Regions from separate parts of the Rattus norvegicus genome. Here region 2 is linked to region 1. Evidence: chromatin contacts called from public Hi-C data. All regions are on one chromosome and are shown on one strand. Each heading gives the region's core, a stretch centred on a gene start, on an enhancer-like site or on the middle of the called end of the contact. The rest is flanking DNA. Distances are from core to core; before and after follow the strand shown. Region 1 overlaps Snph (syntaphilin). Region 2 holds the start of Snph (syntaphilin).

What was found. Hi-C and Micro-C count contacts between places; a contact is called where the count stands out from the background.
Region 2: a Hi-C map of prefrontal cortex shows a contact between it and region 1, with 1.7 times the contacts expected there. The contact joins the promoter of Snph here to the enhancer-like site in region 1. A contact is called at or near these places in 2 of 12 Hi-C or Micro-C datasets (frontal cortex and prefrontal cortex).

Annotation. Positions count from the first base shown.
Region 1 is chr3:160,565,159-160,568,379 of GRCr8, forward strand. Snph (syntaphilin) reads right to left here. Exons shown (of 6, transcript NM_001106525.3): 5 at 408-557. Among named protein-coding and RNA genes, the nearest start is that of Snphl1, 28 kb to the right of the region's middle. Within about 2 kb of position 1,488, at least 10 of the 93 cell types and tissues checked have an H3K27ac peak or open chromatin away from gene starts, as enhancers often do. A contact at or near this core is called in prefrontal cortex, where this site is marked.
Region 2 is chr3:160,598,154-160,601,552 of GRCr8, forward strand. Snph (syntaphilin) reads right to left here and starts at 1,575. Exons shown (of 6, transcript NM_001106525.3): 1 at 1,406-1,575; 2 at 1,098-1,204. Snphl1 (syntaphilin like 1) reads left to right here. Exons shown (of 2, transcript XM_039106658.2): 2 at 1,011-1,493. The coding sequence ends at 1,474.

The sequences.
Region 1 (3,221 bases), core at 238-2,737:
GAGACACCTTTGTCTCACGCTGAAACCCATGTCTCTGTATAGAGAGAAGGGGGGGGGCGCTAAAAGGCTGTTTCTCACCCCTGGGGATAAAAAGTCAGATACACTCTGGTTCAGCAACTTGGGAAGATAGGATCCAGGGGAGAAGTTGCCACTTAAAGGAGCTGCAGGGCTATGGTAAGGGGTGTGACAGTCTAGCCCTTTTAGGGACCCCTTCCCACTGATCCCAAGCACCTGCCTAGAGCAGTCAAGGGAGTTTGGGGGCTAAAGCCTCTAAAGATGTGTCCAAATGAGTTTTTGCTGAGAGGAGGGTTCAGATAGATGGAGTAAGGGCGATACCCCAGGGCCCTGGCTCTGCTCAGGCTGGAGCTGGTGGGTGTCCCCAGGGCTTTCCCTTGCCTGCCACTCACCGATCCTGGAGCCGGTCCTGTGTGTCCTTGAGCCGGGCCTTCAGGTGCCGGATACAAACCTCCTTCTGCTGCAGTGGAGTCAGGTACTGCTCTGGGGTGGGAGGCTTGATGCCATGGTTGTCACTGCAGAGTGTGTACTTCATGGAGCGCCTGCAAGGGTGCGTCCATCAGAGGGGGGTGGGGGAGGAAGACGGCAGGCTGGGTGTAGGGCAGGGTCAGGGAGCAGGGGCCTCCAGCCTAACTCCATTCAGCTCAGCCTGTGCCACCAGCCCTCCTGCATGGGCCGTGAAGGTGCAAAAGACAGCCTTCTGCCAGGAGAGTTTAGTGAAGCTCCTCTGAGTGTAGGATAGGGACTCAAAGGCTCCTCTGCTTAGGGAAAAGGGACCTCTTCTGAGGCTTGTGTGTGCTAAGTGCTTTATGACACCATGTGTGGGCTCTCCCTGCAGCAGAAGGCTCAGGGAAGCCTTTGTCCTGTGAACACACATTCACTTCAGAGAGGCTGGCTCAAACATGCAGTCTCATGCGTCCTGAGCCCGGGCTGCAGAACGAACAGGGGGCAAGGGCAGGTTCCAAGAAGGCCTGGAGGATGAGGACTCACTTACAGAGGAGGTAACTTCTTCCTAGGAGGAGACACTCTTCTCCCTGCAGCTGACGGCCTATCTAGCATAGGGACAGGAATGGGGAGGGCAGACAGGCGTGAAGTCAAGGCCATTGTCTGCAGACACCCTGATGCACTCTCTTTACCTTCCTTTGGGAGCATACAGGTTTGCATTACAGACTGGGAGGTCTGGCCGATCCTTCTTCTTAAGAAATTCAGGGTGTCTCAGGTGTTGTACACCTGCATGTCCTCCTATGTGTACATACACCAACTTCGCATTGCCCTTACAGGCAATTGCCTGGTCCAGGATACCCACCATGTTATACACCTATGCTCTGGGGCATGTGAGAGACACATGTGGACAACTAGCAGCAGGGTCTTGAATGACAGCTGACTGGGTACCTTCTGCAACTGATACAGTGTGTCATACCACACCATTCTGGAGGAGTCTCTACTCAGAGGGCCGCTAGAGCCAGGATGGAGGGCTGGCCAAGGCTTTACTAGGAAGGAGAGCTCCCTGATTCCATAACAGACTGTGGTCCAGACGGTTCCACCCACAGCTTCCTGGCTGCAGGATCTGCCCTAGTTGGTTCTTGGTTTCAAACCCCAGGAGTGTTCCCTTACACTGGAGACTGGGTCTGCAGCCGTAACACCCTGATGCTTCAGAGGCTAGGAGCACTTAGGCTCAGCATAGACACTCCATAGGGCCAGAAAAGATAGGTCCCACGGAGACCCACTGTGGAAGTGGTCACGTTAAAGGCAGGTTTACAGTTTCACGCAAGACGCTATGTCGTATTTACTGTAGACTGCAAAGTGTTATAGGGAAGGAGGCAAAAGAGAGAGAAACCAGGTCATTCGGCCTCTCTTCCACTTGGCATGGGGCAAAGGGACCATAATTTAGCACATGCCACATCTGTAGCACATCTGCAGAGGCCTAGGCTCTCCCAACTTGGGTTAAGACCTCTTCAGAAGAGAAGAAGCCGTATAGCATCCTCCATTTAGACTGTGGCTGTCGTCCTGCCCTGCAAGGGATTTGACAGCTGGACACAGACCTGTGAGAGAGACCTGAGAGAGAGTCCTCAGCCTGGCATGAGGCAGGAGATGAAGAAGACAACATTAAACTGGTAAGGACGAGGGTTACAGTCAAGTGGGGGCTTTGAATGTTCTCAGCTGCTTTCATGGACGTTTTCCCAAGATAACATTCAATACATGTTTATAGTTTCTAGAGTCTCTCACTCTCTCCCTCTCCCTCTCCCTCTCCCTCTCCCCACTTTCTCTGTGGTGTGTTCATCCAAAATTAGAAGCATGTGATCGTACGTATCAGAGACAGCCTGACTGCAGTGAGGCCCTTAGGTGATGTGTCCTGTCCCCTCGAGGCTGCAGCCCTCCATTTTGGGCTACAGGACTTCTCCATGGGTGCTCGACCTGGGGTTTGAGCCCCTGGGGTGTGCCAGGGGCTTCAGATGGGAGATGTGTTATAAAACTGTTCGTAATAGACAAGTCTGGAAGCTTCCACTTTCAGGCTTTTCCAGATGCAGATCGGAAGCCCGAGGCTGGGCACATGTCTTACACATGACTATTTCCCTACCATCCACACCTTGGTGGAAACACCTGAGGTCTGTGGCTTTAGTGGCTGTGGCTATCACTGAACACAGATGACGTCTCTCTACTGAGAAGGAGCAGTCTGACTGTGGGACTGCAGTCAGAACACACCTGTCCTCTTGTGTTCATAACCCTCAGGCCTCACTGTGGTCCAGGATACACGGGCAGTCTGCAAACCCATTCGCTGATATTTCTGGATTATTAGGTCCATTTGATGGCAAAGAAAAAGTTAAGCCTTGGAGACAGGAGGCCAAATCCAAAGCCTGCAGGTCCCCCAAACCTTTCACTTCCTACTTGTATTCCAGCACCCAGCAAATAGGCCACCCCATCAGCACCTGGTTCTAATGTCCTGGTCTTCAAGGACCCACAACATTCCTTTACCTGCCCTCCAGGTGACTCTGTATTTCATGTGTGTGTCCACTATGTCCAGACCATAACTTAGCACATGCCACATCTGTAGCACATCTGCATTCGCAGAGCCTGAGACAATGCCCATATACACCTTGTCTTCTCCTCTTTGGCATGGTACCACTGGGGGGGAAAACACTGATCTTCTCTGAGTTAACGGGACTGGTTGCTGGTAAGTCAAGTGGCCTAGTTCTAACGAATGAAGT
Region 2 (3,399 bases), core at 325-2,824, 33 kb after region 1:
GTTCACAAGTGAGGGAGTTAAGGCTTGGGGAAGGGAAGTAACTGTCAGGGCGCGGGGTATTCCCCAAAGAATCCTCTGATGCCTCCAGTGTGGTGAGACCCACAAGGTCAACATTTCACTCTAGAAATCCAAAGTCAAAAGGGAATAACCAAGGGGACCCCAATTATTTCAAGGGCCTAAACTTGAATGGTTTTAATAGACAAGTCTCCAGAGTTATTGAAGCCACGCTCAAGTGATATATTGAAATTGTACGGTTCATCTAGCCCAGCTCCGGCACAGAACAGACAAGCAGACAGACACCCACACCCAAAAAATAGTAAGATGGCTACTTGGAGCCAACCAGCAAGTTAAGGCCCAGAACCTCAGGTTCTCTTACTTCCTTACACCCCTCGACTTACAGAGACTAGCATTTTCTGGGAAACTCCTCCAACCCACCCAAGTCTGTACCCCAAGTTGGGCAGAGAAGGCTAAGGAAACAGGCGGCACGTGACCAGCAGGCTCTCCACCCCTGCAGAGTTGAGGCAGGGGAATGTGGGGAGTTTTCAGGCTGGCAGGTGTTGCAAGCCGTCTGGCTCCCTGCTAGGGAGTGGAAAGAGAAAACAATATATACCACGGAAGCTCCAGGGAGACTGAGGCAAATTTCCCACTCTAGGGATCATGGGAAATTCTACCAGATCTACTGCAGGGCTCTGATGTTTTTCAGTGGGCAAGATAGGAAGGCAGTCGTTGACGCTTGACCTTGGGGTGGGTGTGCGGTTCCAAAGAGAAGCTCACATGTTTGCAGAATGCCAGAAGAGAAAAACAAACAGGAAGGGCGAGGGGTTAGTTCCCTAAAACCCACCTACTAGATGTTAAAGAAGACCCTGGGCGTCTTCCCTACTGAAATCAGCATCCTCTAATTAATTAGTAAATTTCACGCTAGGGAGAGGGGTGCTTACGAGGATGTAGGGGGATGGAGGGAGGCTAGGGATGAGTCACGTTAATCCCCTCCTCGGCTGGTGCCCCTACAGGATCGCGCCGCAGCAAGCGGTCTCAAGCTGTCCCCGGCGGCCGCGGAGCCACAGAGGCCCCCTCCAGCCCCGCCGCGGCCTCCTCACCTGGGTCCACTCGCCCTCCGCAGTCCCGCCGGCTCGCACGACTCCGGCGCAGCTTGGCGCAGCGCCTCTGCAGTCGCTGCAGCAGCCGCCTGACGATGATCAGCAACCTGCGGCGGTGGGGAAGAGAGAGACAGGGGCGGGTGAGCGCCGGTAGCCGCAGCCTGCAAGCTCGGAGGACACGCTGCCCGCCGCGGGCTAGGGCAGTTCCAGTGCTTGGCCGGCGCCCCGCACCCCCGCACTTGCACTCCTGGGTGCGGCGGGTGAGGCTGGGCGGTGGGCCCGGAGGTCCCCGGGGTCCTTGTCATCACCTGCGAAGGCTTCCATGGTTTAGGCTGCCCCGGGAGGGTAGCAGGATTGCTCTCCCGAGCCCCAGCTGAAGGTGGCTAGCGGGTGCTTGCTGGGGCTGGGGCTGGGGGGAGGGAGAGGTGGAGGGCGGGGGAGGAGAGGTGGATGGAGGGGATGAGCCAGTCGGAAGCTCGCCGGCAGCTGCGTAAACCTCCCGTCTTCACTTTCCTTCTTAAAGAGATAGTTGGTTTCGCTCTGAGAGCCGTGGAGCCAAGACTTCAACACGTAGGCATGGGGTCCTTTATTACCTCAAACTAGCTGTTGCACGGAGGTGGAGGAAGGGGCGGACTTCACAGGGTGTCTATCCCTTCAGCTTCTGGGCCTCCGGTATCTCACTCCTTGGCATACATTAAGTAGTAATATTATCTGGACGCTTTTAGAAACATGTTTTGATCTCCTAAACCAATTTGTGAGTAACAGGAGTTATTTATTGTGAACAGCTCTTGGCTTTAAAAAAAAATCTTAAATACCCTAAGGTATTTAAGAAATGTTATCCTTTACAGTATTAAAATAGTAAGCTGGAAAGATGTGCACTATACAGCTAAGTGATCCTTATTGTGGGTTCGTCTCCAGTCTGCTACCTGACATCAAAGGGCTCAAGGGACCACAAAGTTCAGGAAACTGGACTGCAACTGTCCATTTCTAGGCCTTCCATTTCTGACTGCGAATTAGTTAACCTGCTGGCCTGATTTCTTGCCCGCCCCACTGGGTGCAGTGGGAAGGGGCTTGGGCTTCCCCCTCGTGAGCCAGCCCTTTCTGATTAGCCGTGCCTTTGCTCACATCCTTCTGGGATTTCTTCTATCACCTTGTCATCTTGCCCTTCTTTTACCTCAACTCTCTGGTGTCCTCTTAAATGACATTGCCCATCACTCATTTTGCTCTCAGCAAATTCTTCCTTGCTGGGCCTCTACACCCAGCTTTTGTTTGCTGTCCACGGGTTTGGAGCAACTGAGACTTCCAGGTTGCTTCTTCCAGTCCTCAAAGTCTCTGCTCAGACACTGCTCTCTCAGGGAGGTCTTCTGCCATTGTCCACGTGACTGGATTTACAATCATCTAGGAAACATATGTTTGAATGTGTCTGTGAGGGTGTTTTCAGGGAGATTTACCTACGGAAGGAAGGCCCACTTTGGATGTGGGCTATGGCCCAGACTGAATAAAAGGTTAAAAGAGAAAGCTCGTTGAATAGGAACATTTATCTCCTTGCTCCGTGACTGAGGACACGATGTGACCATAAGCTTTCTGTCATGTCTTCTCTCACATGATAGACTACATTTCCTTCAAACCACAGCCAAAATAAATCCTTCCTTTCTAAAAGTTTCTTTCTGTCAGAGATTTGGTCATGGTCCTGAGAGAAGTAATATGCCTTTCCTCTTCCTTCCTTCCTCCATTTGTTCTTGCATGTGTGTGCGTGAGCGTATGTGTATACACCAGAGGTCTTTTTTTTTTCTTTTTTTTTTTTTTTTGGTTCTTTTTTTCGGAGCTGGGGACCGAACCCAGGGCCTTGCGCTTCCTAGGTAAGCGCTCTACCACTGAGCTAAATCCCCAACCCCAGAGGTCTTTTTAAAAACTACTCTCCGTCTTCGTTTTTGAGACAAGGTCCCTCAATGGGCACAGCTGGAGCTCACCCACTGATTCAGTTATGCCAGCGTTGCATGTCTGGTGTTGTACATGGGTGTTTAGCTTCCCCATGCTCACTGGAAGGCACTCGAACAGCTGAGCCGTCTCCCCCGCAGCCCACCCCGCCAAATGCATTTATGTCTGAGTTTTGTTGTATTTAATTATCTGTAGTTGAAAAAAAAAAAGACAGTGTTAATCTAGACAATCTATATCACCACCCTTAGAATGTACACATTGTGGGGGAAAGAACATTTTCCTCTTGCTGTATCGCTCGTATATGGAAGGTGGTCAGTAAATGTTGGCTGAGTCTGAGAGCAAAACTGAGCTTGTGCCCTCGGCT